Linked DNA regions of Drosophila melanogaster: region 1 is linked to region 2. A link is a contact called in public Hi-C data. All regions are on one chromosome and are shown on one strand. Each heading gives the region's core, a stretch centred on a gene start, on an enhancer-like site or on the middle of the called end of the contact. The rest is flanking DNA. Distances are from core to core; before and after follow the strand shown.

What was found. Hi-C and Micro-C count contacts between places; a contact is called where the count stands out from the background.
Region 1: a contact with region 2 is called in a Hi-C map of the OSC cell line, with 7 times the contacts expected there. The contact joins the promoter of CG11857 here to the promoter of puf in region 2. A contact is called at or near these places in 46 of 107 Hi-C or Micro-C datasets (the D17-c3 cell line, the Kc167 cell line, the ML-DmBG3-c2 cell line and 17 more) and 2 of 6 datasets of contacts at active chromatin or transcription factors (both in the Kc167 cell line).

What each region holds. Positions count from the first base shown.
Region 1 is chr3R:25,255,407-25,262,942 of dm6, reverse strand. CG11857 reads right to left here and starts at 4,045. Exons shown (of 2, transcript NM_143105.3): 1 at 3,511-4,045; 2 at 2,184-3,449. The coding sequence starts at 3,579. The coding sequence ends at 2,907. Nup358 (Nucleoporin 358kD) reads right to left here. Exons shown (of 7, transcript NM_143104.3): 3 at 6,650-7,536; 4 at 6,088-6,588; 5 at 5,886-6,018; 6 at 4,814-5,821; 7 at 4,271-4,742. The coding sequence ends at 4,384. It overlaps Kdsr (3-ketodihydrosphingosine reductase), which reads left to right and starts at 445. Exons shown (of 3, transcript NM_143106.4): 1 at 445-759; 2 at 830-1,398; 3 at 1,463-1,980. The coding sequence starts at 543. The coding sequence ends at 1,687. CG11858 reads right to left here and starts at 202. Exons shown (of 2, transcript NM_143107.4): 1 at 58-202. The coding sequence starts at 133. It also overlaps asRNA:CR46099.
Region 2 is chr3R:24,648,254-24,655,007 of dm6, reverse strand. It overlaps puf (puffyeye), which reads left to right and starts at 4,965. Exons shown (of 20, transcript NM_170158.3): 1 at 4,965-5,364; 2 at 5,463-6,500; 3 at 6,618-6,754. The coding sequence starts at 5,322. ash2 (absent, small, or homeotic discs 2) reads right to left here and starts at 4,883. Exons shown (of 7, transcript NM_176558.3): 1 at 4,664-4,883; 2 at 4,419-4,603; 3 at 4,014-4,358; 4 at 2,767-3,147; 5 at 2,418-2,698; 6 at 1,969-2,226; 7 at 1,632-1,910. The coding sequence starts at 4,779. The coding sequence ends at 1,806. It overlaps CG31125, which reads left to right and starts at 188. Exons shown (of 1, transcript NM_170161.3): 1 at 188-1,637. The coding sequence starts at 439. The coding sequence ends at 1,614.

The DNA of each region.
Region 1 (7,536 bases), core at 2,796-5,295, 610 kb before region 2:
GCAGATGGCAAAATTCATTTGAAGGATAGGATTTTTGCTTTAGTCGTAAGCACTTACACTTGTCTTCGGCGGCTGGCTTTTTGCCACCTTTCCCTGCATCCTTTCCACTCTTCGCATCCTTTTTCGGTGGCATTTTCGTTCAATGTTTTTAAATTGCAAATTCGAAACAAGTAAACAGTTTGGTTGGAGCAGACACATGCGGTCAGTGCTGCGCACTAAGATCTAACCTTTTTTATCAAACCACTTTATTTCAAGATCTAGTAAATATTTATGTTGTTGATTCATATGGGTAGCCATTGCACATTTAATTTATTATGAATAAAATTAAACAAAAAGTTTTGAAGAACAAAATATTTGCTTGGCCGCTTATAGCCACATTTGCATCTCTGATGTGCGTCGAAAGCTTTCGATAGAAATCCGGTTTGCGTCAACGGTCACACTTAGATGCACTTTCTAATCAGACGTTTAACTTTGGGTGCAGATAAGCCAGCGTAAGAGATTAGAGAATCCGGGAATTATCGCACCCTCTTGAAATTGTCATCATGGAACTGAGCTGGGAGATAGTGTTCTGCGTGGGCATTGCGGTGCTGGTTCATGTTCTGGTCTACGTGTTCGTCATGGCCAAGAAACCGAGGAGCATTGTGGGTCGTCATGTGGTGGTCACCGGCGGCTCCAAGGGAATCGGACTCTGTCTGGCGGTGGAGTGCGCCATGAAAGGCGCCAATGTGACGGTGATAGCGCGCGACGAGAAAATGCTGAGTGAGTAATGTTCTGGCTAGGAAACCCCACCCAAAATACTCTTATCTTTGATATACGATCTTTTTTGCAGGCGGAGCAGTGGCTCTGATGGAAGTGATTCGCCAGCGGCCAGATCAAAAGTTCCAGTACAGAAGTCTGGACATAAGCGGCGATTATGACCAGGTGGCCAAAGTGCTTGGCGAGATCGAAGATAGCTTCGGCCCCATATACACTTTAATAAACTGTGCCGGAATGGCCATTTGCGGTGTGTTCGAGGAGGTCTCAGTCCAGGATGTCCACAAGCTGATGAACGTAAACTTCTTCGGCACCTATAACTGCACCCGTTATGTCCTGCCCAAAATGAAGAAAGCCGGCGACGGCATTATTGTAATCACTGCCTCACAGGCGGCTATGTTTGGCATCTATGGATACGGTCCTTACTCAGCCACCAAGTACGCCCTGAGAGCGATGGCTGAAACGATTGCAATGGAGTCTCGGGAGCACGGGGTCAGCGTCACTCTGGCCATGCCCTGCGATACGAATACACCCGGATTCGAGGAGGAGGAGAAGTCAAAGCCCAGGGAAACCAAAATAATCTCTGGTGGAGGAGGTCTCATAGAGCCGGAAGTTATGGCGAAAGCTATACTTAAGGATGCCCTGGTGAGTCTGTTACCCATAGTTAATATTCACGCAATCTAACTAGAATACTTTTTCTTATTTGTAGAAGGGAAAATTCACCTCAACTGTTGGAGCAGAAAGCTGGCTGATCACCACTTTGGGTGGAGCATTGCTTCCTTGGGATGGCTTCTTCACCAATCTTCTGCACGCCATAGTTTTGGGACCACTGCGAATAGTTAGCTACGCTCTGCACAAGTACTTCAATAGTGTTATACGCAAATGCGCTCGAGAGGATAAGGCCAAGGCCACATCGCAAGTGGAGTCCAAGTGAAATCTCTCTTGTCCCGCTGCCCTTAAAGTATTCCCAAGTGCCCATAATTAAATCACTTTTTTATAATTAATCAAAATGTGCGATTGTTTTGCATGGTTAGCCTATTCATATATTACAATTCCCGTATTATCATTCATTTTTATATATATATTTGTATGTGCATTTGAACTTTTTTATTATTGCCGTGCTAGGGTTTTAACTATTTGTATCGTGTTTTCTAGACTAGATGACGTGTGCTCGTTTTGTTGGTGTGTGCTTCGTTTTAACAAAAATAAAATGTATTTACTGTTCAGAAAATGAGTCGTTTTTAAATAACCACTTAGTGATTGTGCTAATCGCTAAAGCAATTTCACGCATTGGCCTAATCAAAATTGGTTTCGTATCTTAAAATCGAACAGCAAACTACATGCAGAAGCGATTAGATAAATACAAAAACCACGCCACAAAAGCCATCAACCTTTTCCAAATGGTTCAAAATTCAACGATAAATTATTTGGTTTTCTTTTGTCTTTCTTTATTCATAAGACGCACCCAGTGTACACTTCCTATAGTTTCAGTTTTCAATTCGCCTTTTTTTAACATTCTGTATAGTTAACGCTAACAAAAATTGTATAATCATAATGCAAAATATATATATATATATGTTTGTATATATATTTAGACATATTATTATAGCATCTTAGCACGATAATCAAAAATAATTGGATTCAAATACAGTAAGTCTACTTTTTGGATAGAAGAGTTATTAAATTATTGTTAGGATTAGGATGAAAAACTAAATTAGAGCTGATCTGCAGTATTTCGGTATCGTTTGGGATTTACAATAGATAGAAAGCATTGTAAATAAATATAAATTTAAACAAGCAGTTAGATTAAACAATAAACAAGGTATTTTGCACAAGACGCCGTACGACAACTCAACAGTGAAACGAAAAATGCTACACAAACCGAAAAGGAAAATCATATTATAAGCTTGTTTCTGGTTGATGTTATGCTGCTGGTTCCCATTCCGGGCTGCTTTCGGTAGCTTTCTCTAGTAGTCCTCAATGGCAATGATCTGCGGTGGTTTGATGGACGATGCTGTTGGCGACCCCACATCCTTGGTCGCTGCGCTGTCGCTGGTTGGTGATGGTGGCGCTGCAGCTGCAGAAGAGGCATTTGAAGGATCACCCGATCCCGCTGCCGTCGCCCGCGTGTCCGACGTCTGTGCGGCTAATTGTCACTTTGAGTTGCCCGCCACGGAACCGGGTCCGGAACCCGCCAGATCATTCACCCGCTGGTAGCGCGGTTTATTGCGGGTAAACGGCAAGTACTTGTACTTGATCATATGCTTGATCTGGCGCTTCATCGTGATGCAGAAGAGCGTGATAAAGTACATGACCAGGATGGGCCAGAATACCGGCACGTTGAAGAAATCGAAGAACGTACAAATCAGACCGATGAGCGTGCTCTTCGCCACCGACAGCCAGAACTTGAACTCCGGCAGGCGGCGAATGAATGGCCGGAACTCTTCGTTGCTGCGAGTTGGCAGATTGGGTCCCTCGTCCTCGTCATCCTGCGAATACGGATCGAACTCCGGGTCGATCTTGGGCGTTAAAAAAGCGATAAACAGGTTCAAGTGGTAAATGCCAAGCGCATAGCACACGATGTACCAGCCCTGATAGATGAAGATGCGCAGCACAAAGAGCAGGAGCAGAAAGCCGGCGAACACCCAGCGCATTCGTGTGTGCGGTGTGCTACGGTCCAAGGCGGATTGGTAGGTCTGCGGAAGCAAAGGATGCGGGTTAGTTCCCGGCACGTACGGGCTATCCACAATTACTTACCTGTGAGAGGCGCTGAAAGAACTTCTTAACCCCGCCGCCGCCGGCAGCACTGCTGTCCTCGTTCATCATGGTCGTCGTCGGTAGTCTCTCATTAATCTCCGGCCCTCGACTTTTATTGTTGACTTTGACGCTGTCGTTGTTCTCGCTGCACACGTGTATCGATTCGGGAATTGCAAAATTTTCCGGGACGGGGGCAGGGGCTGCCGGAAAGGGGCTAACAAAACACGAAATGGGCCAACTGGCAAACTAGACGCGCTTCAATCGCTAATTATTCTCTAATTCATATTCTGCACCGCCCGTCGTCGCCTTCTTCTTCTTCCTCCTTGTTGTAGGGCTGTTTCAACTGTCAGTTTCCTGAGATTGCTATATAGACAGTATTCGGGATTCGTAAAGTTCTGGCCACAGTTTAGTGCGTTTCTATGCGGTAACTAATTTAATTACACTAGAGATTTGTCGGCAATTTATTGTTCTTTTTTCACACAGAGTTCACCACGTCATTATGCTCTCTCAGTGGCAGGGCTGTCAAACTATCGGCTGGGGATGGAACAATCGGGAGTTGAGCGATTATCGCGAAAGGTAATTGTTTGTTTTAATTTTTTATCTAAGTGCTGTCGATATTTTAAAAATAGGTAGAGGTACATTTAATATATAAAAACATAGCCAGTTTCCTTGTGCTATATGGTTGTACGTCCGAATTTGTCTCCTCTCTAATATATCGATTGCTTTATTCAATAGTCAAATTTATTTCAAATGTAATATTAATGTTTATCGAAATTTTATTAGCAAAATGTGAAATAGCCATTGTCGCTACTGTTTTGGATGAATATTCTAACACAATCCTAGACATGCTACATATATTTAGATCCGGTTTGCTTATGAGCTCGCCTGCTCCTCCGGCGCGTCGTCATTCTTGTTCTCCTCATCACCTTGCAAGGCCTTGGCTCGTTTTATGCACGAATTGACCGTGTTGAGGAACTCACTGGCGATCTCTTCCTTGGCGAATCGACAGGCAAGGCGTTCCAGGACGCCCTCGGTGTCAACTTTACCCTCTGCGTCCACCGCGTAGTTGTAGCCGGCCCACAGGAAGCTCTTCATCTGCGCGTTCATGTAATCCATTTGCAGGGAGGCGGAGATATTCATGTTAAGCACCAGCTTGTGGATCTGCTCCTGCCGCATGATCAGTCGGAATGTCTGCAGCTCCGGGTGCTCCAGCACCTTTATCTCACCGACACCTTTTTTTTTTTTTTTTGGTTTTATAAAAACTTTTAGTGTGAATAAGAAAGGGACTATTACTACAGCTTACCTCGCTCCTTCCATTGTTTCGATTCGGCGTCATAGCGATAAAGCTTCGCCCGCTCGCCAAACAGCTTAGTCTCGTTCTCCTCTCCCGTGGTGACAACTATCTCATCCGGCAGCTCTACAATGGCATCATAGTGCGGATCGTAGTTGTCATCAGTGGTCGCGTCGCCGTCATCATCGCACTCTTCTGTGGCTTGCGGCGACTCGAAGTTCTTGAAAGCGTTCTGATGCGTGAGGTTATAAAAGCCGCCCCCGGCGGACTTGTTGAATCCCACGGTAGTGCCCTGGCTATTGGCCGACAGGTTGGCAAAGTCGTTGCCCGTCTTGTTCGCTAAGTCCGCAAAAGTGCCGCCCGGATTGCTTGCCAAATCTGCAAACGTGCTGCCTGTCTTGGCCAAATCGGCAAATGTGCTGGTCGTCTCCGGCACCAACTCCTTCTTTTCCTTGCCTTCGGCTTTAAGATCAGTGGTGTTATTCGAGGTTATGTCCTTTTCCTTTTCATTTTTTGCAGCTGTAAATGAGAAGGTTGCCATTTGTCCAAAAGCGGGTGCACTGCCAAACACAAAGTCTTTAGCAGGTGACTGGGTTTCAATTTTGGGTATTCCAAAGGCGTTGGACCCTCCAAATAACAATGGGGTTCCGCCAATGATAGATTTTGGTTCTTCCTTGCCATCTGATTTTTGCAAATTAACTTTGTGGCCTCCAAAAGGATTGGCGTCTCCGAACACAGGTGCGGCAATTCCACCGAAGGCCAACTTCGGTGCTTCTTGGGTCGCTGGCGATTGGGAATCCGCTTTATTGCCTCCGAAGACAGACTCTGAGGAATCTTTCTTCTGTTGCTCAGCCGCTTTATTTCCACCCCCGAAAAAGAACTTGACAGAACCGTCAGACGAATTTTCGTTTGACGAGCCGCTACGGAATATAGATCCCAAAACGTTTCCTTGTCCTTCGCCTGATGCTAGTTTTTGAAGATTAGCTAATGGGCCAGCATCCTTTCCAGGCTCCGATTTATCTGAAGTGAACATAAAAAGCGGTTAGATCCTTTTATCTTGAGGTCAACGTCGAATTATACATACCCGTGCTACCGAAAATGAATGCTGAACTAGGCGTTTTGCTTGCCTCAGAAGCCGAAGAGTTATTTCTGCTCAGCGAACTGCCTTTGAACAATATGGTGGCAGGTGTTTGGTAATCGTTAGGCTTGGCCAATGGCTGGGGGAGAGTCAGTAGGGGAAGGGTCATGGGAAGTGGAGGGATTACTTCGTGCGTGGTTGGCCTTACAGAAGAGGTTTTGCCAACATCAAGTACTTCCGATTCGCCTCCTCTGCTCTTTGCCGCCCCATCATTTTTTTGGGACGGTTTATTTGCTTCCGTCGATTGGGAAACGGAGCCGACCACTGGGCTATCTTCTATCGGCTTTGCGGTTTCATTAAGAGCATTTTTGATCGCTTCCATAAATCCTTGTGCCACCTCCTTGTTTTTAAAACGCAAAGTGAATCGCTCTAGGACACTCTCGCCCTCGCTAAAATCGTGTACAGCAAACATCCACGACGTTTCAGTCTTCTCCCTGTACACCACATTCTCGTTAAGCACATGGTTAAGACAGATCTTGAACACCTGCTCCCGACGCATGACCACGCGCAGCTTTTTGGTCTGCCTATGGCGCAGGATCTTCACATCCCCCAAGCCGCGCTCTTTCCAATCGCTCTCGTTTAGGCGGTACAACTTGGCCTTATGCACATACAATAGCTCCTCGTCCTCCTCACCTGTTTTTACATCAATCTGAAATAAACATTTGTTAAATAAGAAAACAAATATGGTTTATGGCATCAAATAATTGTACCTTATCGGGTAATGGGATTACTGGTGAAAAGTAAGTGTTGTTCTCCTCCTCCTCCACCTCTTGCGAATCGTTATCTTCATCCTCCTTAGCTGCTGTACTATTTGGCTGCTGCTGGTCGGGCTTGGGCTTGGTCATGGAGAAGGTGAAGCTGCTGGATCCAATTGAGGTAGTCGGAGCAACAGCTGCGGGCATCGCAGCGAAGTTGAACGTGGCTCCATCGCCAGCCTGATCTTTGTCACCAGCCGCTGCGGCTCCGAAACCAAAGCTAAACTTGGAGGTAGGTGGCAGATTAAGTCCCGATCCTAGTGACTTCTCCTTCTGTGGTACCGTGTCATTCTTGGGTGCATCACAGGCGCTGCAGTAAAGAGACTCTCCGGGATTGTTCACATAGCATGCGCTACATGACCAACTACCGACTGCAGGTTTGAAGGCGTCCCCGAATCCAGAAGTCATTGAAGACTTTCCAAATCCAAGGGCTGCCGTTTGAACTGACGTAGGTGCCGAAGCCGAGGCGGTAACAACTGCCACTGCTGGCTTCTCCTTTGGCTGTGTGGCGCCACCGAAACTAAATCCACCTGTGGCTGGAAGAGTCGCTGAGGAGGCAAAGCCAAACGAAAACTTGTTTGAGGAGCTAGTGGTAAGATTTAACGCGTTCCCTTGGTCTAACCCCGATTGCTTGGGGGGAACAGTGGCATCTTTGGGCTCCTGGCAGGCCAAGCAGTAGAGCTGATCCTGGCCATTGTTGGTATAGCAGGCTTGGCAGTTCCAACTGCCTGCCTTAGGCTTAAAGGCATCTCCAAAGCCTTTAATTGGCTTCTCCTTTTCTCCAGCGGCAGAAGGGACCTCCTCCTTTTTGGGTTCATTTCCAATACTTTGTTGAGCCTTTT
Region 2 (6,754 bases), core at 3,716-6,215:
TGTGGAGTATTTCCTTATGCCCAATCATAACCTTAAGATTTGTAATTTACAAAGTTTTGATTAAAATAAGAGTTCAATAGAGTTATTGTCCCTTTAAAAGCTAAGCTCAAAAAGAATACCCTCTATGATCGATTTTCTGAACCACTTTGAACCAGCGAACGTTATTTCTGGTCGACACTGGCAACGCCGTGGAGCCTGCGCCCTTTTGTCGAAACAACAAAAGGACAATAAATAACAAGCTAAACTGGAATGGGCCACAACACAACAATTGACGCTCGCCGCCTTTTGCGGCATCGATTTTGAAGGGGAACACATCCACAGGCACAGCTACATAAATCGAAAGGACACCCACGGGGATTTGCGAGTGCAAGGATCAAGGAGCAGGGAAGGGAAAGCGAAGGCAGAACGAGTCCAGCTCGTTTTTCTGGAGCAGTTTTGATGTCCTCAGACAGACGCTACTATTTCGGAGCGGATTTGGAGGACAATGAGGGTGCCATCTGCAAGGCCAACGACAACAACAACGAACAGGAAGCGGATAAGGACGATCCGGATGAATCGGAGTTCCTGCAGGATGTGCCCTACTCCTCTAGCAGCATTGACCGCAGCTCGGTGGGCTCCATTCCGTGGGCGGACGATGCCATCAAGAAGAACCTGCTGGACTGGGAGCGGGTGGAGCGGCTGATGAGCGGCGAGGATCCCTTGACGGAGCTTCAGGAGCCCGAGTTGCGCAACGAGATCGCCGACTGGCACCGAAAGTTCCCTAGCCTGCTGGGCCGCCGGACTCGAACGCTGCGCCACCACAGCTTCGATAGTCAGACGCGGGAGGATATTGACTCGATTTCAAATCTTAGTCTGAACTCCCTGGACGACGACGATGATGACGAGGAGGCGGAGGATGGATTTCTGACACCCAAGGCAGAAGAACCAGAACAGCCTCATCACCACTCCTATTTACGGCACAGCCAGAAGAAGCTGGTGGATCTACTGGACAGGGATCTGCGGGTTACCTCCGTTTCGGTTAGACTCCTCAAACGACAGCGCAGCCAGCAGAACCAGCCCCAGCTGCCCATCTCAGCCACCACCCAATCCTCGGCACGCCTGCGCATGCCGCCCATTCTCAATGTGCTCGATACCAACCGGCGCTTTCGGGGATTGCTCAACAACCGCAGCTTCGTTCAGCTCACCCAGGTGCAGCAGAAGGAGCAGCTGCAGCATCAGAACCAGGCCAAGTCCGCCGTGTTGCCACATCAAAGTCATCGATCGTCCGCCTGGCACATGCCCATGGCCGCCAATCGCTTTTTTAACAACAGGAACGCGGTAGTCCTGCCCTCGCTTAATCTGGGCAGGCACAGCAGGGATTTGCTGGCCACCACCACGGCCACTTCGAGCCAAACCAACTCCAGCGGCGGGGGCGGACACAACAGCCATGGCCACAGCAACAGTTCCTCCAACCGCTCCACACTGCATCCATTTGGGGCGACCAGCGTTTCCAGCAACACACCATCCACGGGACGATCTATCTCGGCGGCAGTTCATCATCCGCGAACCGAATTTGCGCCCAGCAGCGCCTTCTACATACCCTACAGTGCCTCGAAATTCAAAGCCTTCAAGTAACCTCAAACAATAAAACTGATCTCAAAAGAGTGTTTTCTTAAAATTCTTCTGCTTTAAAAGTGGTAAATTTTAAATGTTTTAGGTATGATAGTATGATGATAGTCTTTTCAAATTTCTGCTTTCCAAAGTATAGTGCATACAAAAATAACACACTAGTTCTCCAAAACTCATGTGTATGACGACATATCCCACTAAAGACCCATATTATCCAAGCGCAGACGTCCATCGTGTTCTGTGAGGTAGAGGGTGTCGGCTAAACATTGCTCTGTGATCAGCTCCTCCACGCGATCGTGCATCTGTAGGGGATTGTATAATAGATGTTAAGCTTCCTGGGAACAAACCGAGATATATTACCCCCTTGGCTTTGTGCTCGACGAGCACCTCGGGATACTTGAAGGCGGGTCCGAAGTTTACGCTGACCGTTGCACTTTTGTGGATCGAGATGGCCGGGAAATAGCTGCCGGCATAAATGTCTTCGAATGCCACACCCTGCGATTGACCGTTCTTAAAGAACTCGATGCGGCTGCCCTGCAGGATGTGCAGATTTTTCAGGGTTTCTGTGATCTTGTCCTTATCCTCGTAGTACAGATGAGACTTGAACTTGACCAGGGGCTGTTGTAGAATGAATAGATTTTGAACAAGATTGCTAATTAGGGAGGGTTGATTTGTAAAGATGCAATTATATGCAAATTCAGCGGCGTGGTATTATATAGGCTAATTATCAAGATGACCTATATCATTTTACAATACAAAAGATCGGTATTGTTCGATTAGAAAAGAGTAAAACAAGAATCTAAACCCACCCGATCTTTGAATGTGTTGGGCAGATAGTCGAGCGACGCCTCCTCTGGCAGCTCTATGAGGAATCCCAATGTATCGCCCTCCACATAGGCATCACTGTAGTGTTTGCCATGGCTCTCGGTAAACTTGGTGCCCTTGCGAGATCTCCAGGAGTAACCGAACTTGTCGTATCCCAATGGAGCCTGCAAGTTGCCGTACTCCCGGCCCCAGCCAAGTCGCGTGGCAGCTCCGTCGGGCATCTCTTCGATGGTGACCTCAAAGTACCAGCATCCCCGGTTCACAGCTGGGAAAAGATAATCAATATAACTATGATTTCTTCAGGGAACTATATATATCTATATATAACGTTACAGTGTGTGGCTCGGACCATGCAGTAACCACGTTCGCCCGTCACCGCCAACCGATCCTCGCTTATTTTCAGCTGTGGTGCCCGATCATGCAGCGCCAGGAGCACAGAATGTGGCACCAGGATGCGGTAGAGCCAGCCGGGGATAGGTTTGCCAGCCCAATCGGAGCTCTCGTCGAACTCCTGACGAAATGGAGCATGTGGATCCGGTTCGGCGAGTATATAACGATAGCCATCCTTGTTGAAGGGGTGTTCCAATGGATAGCCATGCGGTGGCAACTTTACATTGGCCGTAATATCGGAACTGGGCCGACCCTTCTTGCCCGTGGGACCCGAATCCGTGCCGGGAAATTTCCTTTTCTGTCGATTGTTTTTGGAGAGGGAAGCTGGAAGCATGTGGATCAATCATTAGTTACAAATCCAATAATAGACATGTATTGTGGAAATATAAAAACAGCTAATGCGTGATAGTAATAGTGGAGTAGATCTTGGGGCGTATCTGCAATGCTTCCAGAAGGAGCTATCCCCAAGGAAATTCGTTCACCAAGGAAATTGATTGCTGGGACATATGTAGATGAATGGGCAAAGTTCGGGTCGGTGCTGTTTCCGGGCTTACACTCCTCGTCCGTAAAAGATGACGCCATCGCGGAGGGAGAATGAGCAGGAGCAGAAGCAGGACCCGGTCACAATGGAACTGAAGGAGCGGGGGCCTTGCAATTGCGTAGTGCTCAAAATCAAATCGCAATCAATTCCCCCGAAAGAGCACCACACACACGCACACTGAGACACTGGCGAAGTGTTCCAAGCGTAACTATTTGTTTGTAATGAATGAGCCAAGTTGAGCGCGCCTCTGCCAGCCCCACCCCACCCCACTTCGCCCCGCCCACAATCTGACTACGTGGGGCTCTCTCTCTCTCTCTCTCTTTCTCTGTGTGTGTGCAAATCTGAAACTACGATCCGCATTGCGATTTTGTTAGTTGTTGTTGTTACTTTACTCTGGCAAACACTTGCGAAAGAGCGTGCGAAAGGAAGCGGCGATAAATAGGGGGAGCGAATAGGCAGCGGAATAGGCGACACAAAAACCACTGTGCCAAAATCAGCTGGTCGAACAGTGTTGCCAATTTGGCCGCCAAAAGATAATTCATTTAGCTTTCTACCACTGAGCGTTCGATAACACATGGGGTCAAGTTTTTAGCATTCAAATTATAGACTTCAAATCGATTTAAATGTCTATCATCTTATTTACACTCACCTTGAGTATATCCATCGTCGGTGAGTCGCAGGGCGCCGCTCTTGCTCATGCTCTCGTAGTTGGGCTTGATGATTCGCAGATCCTGATGGAATAGTCCGTACATGGCGCCATGTTCCGCATGCTCCTCGTAGGTGAACAGGGTCTGCACATCCTTGACCAAAGATCGCTGGACGGTGCTGTACCAGGACTGGGTGAGTCTGCGTGGCATGGTGGTCATGGCCTCCCAGTACTGTTCGATGTACGGTATGATCTCCTTGTCCTTGCTAAACTGAATCTGGCGACGTCCGTCCCTGGAAGCCGCCTGCTGCATGTTGGCAATGGCACAGTGGCACATCTGGGATATGGCTGGAAGTGGATATTGTTATTATCAAGAGGGATAAATGTGCGGGGCTTCTTTGCACTTACTAGCCTGGCTCTTGCGAAAGCTCTCCAATCCGCTGGCAGAGCAATTTTTACAGACGAACACATAGTTGGTGATGAAGGGCAGAAGTTTACCCTTACCAAGCTGGTAGGAAACGCAGGTCTCGTGCACCCAGCGTGAACAGGTGGCACACAGCAGCTCCACAATATTGAGATTGCGCTCCTTGCCGCTAAAAACAATGTCAATAGAAGGGAGCCGGCCAAGCAAAAAACCCATACAAAGAGCTCACCAGTAACAAACGCCGGCTGCGGAACGCGTTTCCTGCGATTTATCCTCCTCCGCAGTGAAGTTCACCTCGGAGCTGGACTCTGTCGGCGAGCTTGTGTCCATTTGGCTGTCCTCCATTGCAGTGATAAAGGTTTTCAGTCAACAATTAGCATGTAAACAAATATTAGCGGCCCGCAAGAAATTCGGTGGCTGGCCAGAGTGACCGTTGGCGGGCAAACACATGGTGCGTTTGCAAATACCAGAACGTCGCCAAAGAGCGATAAACGATAGACGACAACATTTAGAGCACACAGCCTGACAACCCTGCCCCTGCCTCTTCGCTCCAACTCTGGCTCTTGCTTCGATTGTAATTGTATATATATATATCCCTACCATATATATATGTCCGAGTGTAGAATTATCATTTTTTTGTTGCCGAAAAACAGTGTTCCGTGTTGAGAGGCGAGGGCGCCATCCTAAATGGCATTGCACGACCGCCGGGAGCGAGCCGAGCGACCAACGAATAGCAAGAAGAGCAAGTGCCCGCAACTCAGACCGTGACTCCGCCAGCGTATCCCAGACTCCGACTACTCTCCATAGACGGCCAGGAGTCGTCGCCGCTGGCAAGGCGGCCCTAACCCCTGGAAGCTACCGATTCGGTGTGCAGCTAGTGGAGCACCATGTGCGAGGTGTGCGCCGACTTCCAGAATCTCCTGGAGCTCTGTAAGTGAAAAGTGCACTGCGAAAAAAAAATAGAATGAAGACGAACACCGGAGCCCCTGCCCCCTGCTTACACATAGTATTCCGAATTCCTTTTGCAGATGAGGTGCGCGTGGCCAGCTCGGATCTGAAGTTCCAGCTGCTGCTGAAGAGCGAGATCGAGACCACCTTCAACTACATCCAGTCGTGGCCGCAGCGTCAGTGCATGTGCCTGTACCGGGACACCAAGAACTATGACCGTTTCAACCTGGTAGTGCAGTCGCTCATCTGTCTGACGGTGCAGCATCTGAAGCACATCGACCACCTCATCGACAACTACAAGCGGCTAACGGCCAGTGCTGCCCAGGTGGTGGCCCAGGCCCAGCAGCAGCGTGAACAGCAGCGGGACGAAGCGTCAGCCCAGGCAGAGGCAAAGGAATCATCCGCGCCAGCGGAAGAACCTAAGAAGGAGGAGCCATCTGGGTCCGCCGGTGAGGAGGCTCAGGGCTCCGGCGACGGGCCAGCCAAAAAGCCGCCAGTTGGCCCCTGCACTCCCCCTCCCCCGCAAACGGCCAATCCTCAGCACAAATCCCACCTGCAGTACACAGAGGAGCCCTGGATCCTGCCCGAGGTGGAGAAACTGTTGGTGCTCGTTTCAAAGGTGTTCCTGCTCAACTTCCCGCTGTACATCGCCCACAAACATGGCATGCACTCTCGGCTGGACGACCTGCAGGCTGAGGAGGCCCACCACCTGGCCCTCATCTGCGATCTTCACGACAACGACCTGCCCATCTATCTGCTGCGGAATGTGAGCCTGTTCTGCAACTCGGGCGGCTTTGGCGCCATGTCGCTGTGCTTCGAACATCCCGATCTGCCAGTGTCCACCGCTCACTCGATGACCGCTGCCGTCTCAAATGTGAAACTTTGGCTGAACTATCACTGTAATACTCAGCTCTTCGTGCCGCTGCGAAGTCGGATACTGCAGTACATGTGCAAGCTGTCGGATCAGAGCCTCCGATCTGCCGCAACCCGCGCGATGGCCGATTTTGTGTGGTCCTCTATGCGAGACCCACTGGATGTTGCTGTCAACTTCGACACCGAAGGATTGGCCCTGGCCTTTAAGTACTTCACATCGACCACGCTAACCATGCGACTGGCAGGTATGTCCTACGATGTTGACATACTTAATTAGGACATTTCGAATAATGCTGAAATATTATATTTATTTATCAATAAATATTATATAATAAGAGTAAATGATTTCAAATATTTTCCAGGCATGGCCCAGATCAACGCACACATTAATCTATTTAACGAGATCTGCACCACCGAAACGGTCAACGAAGTGGAGCTGTTCGGGCAGCGCATCGCGAACTGGCTGACTGAAAATCATATTGTACAGCACCTGTTTGGC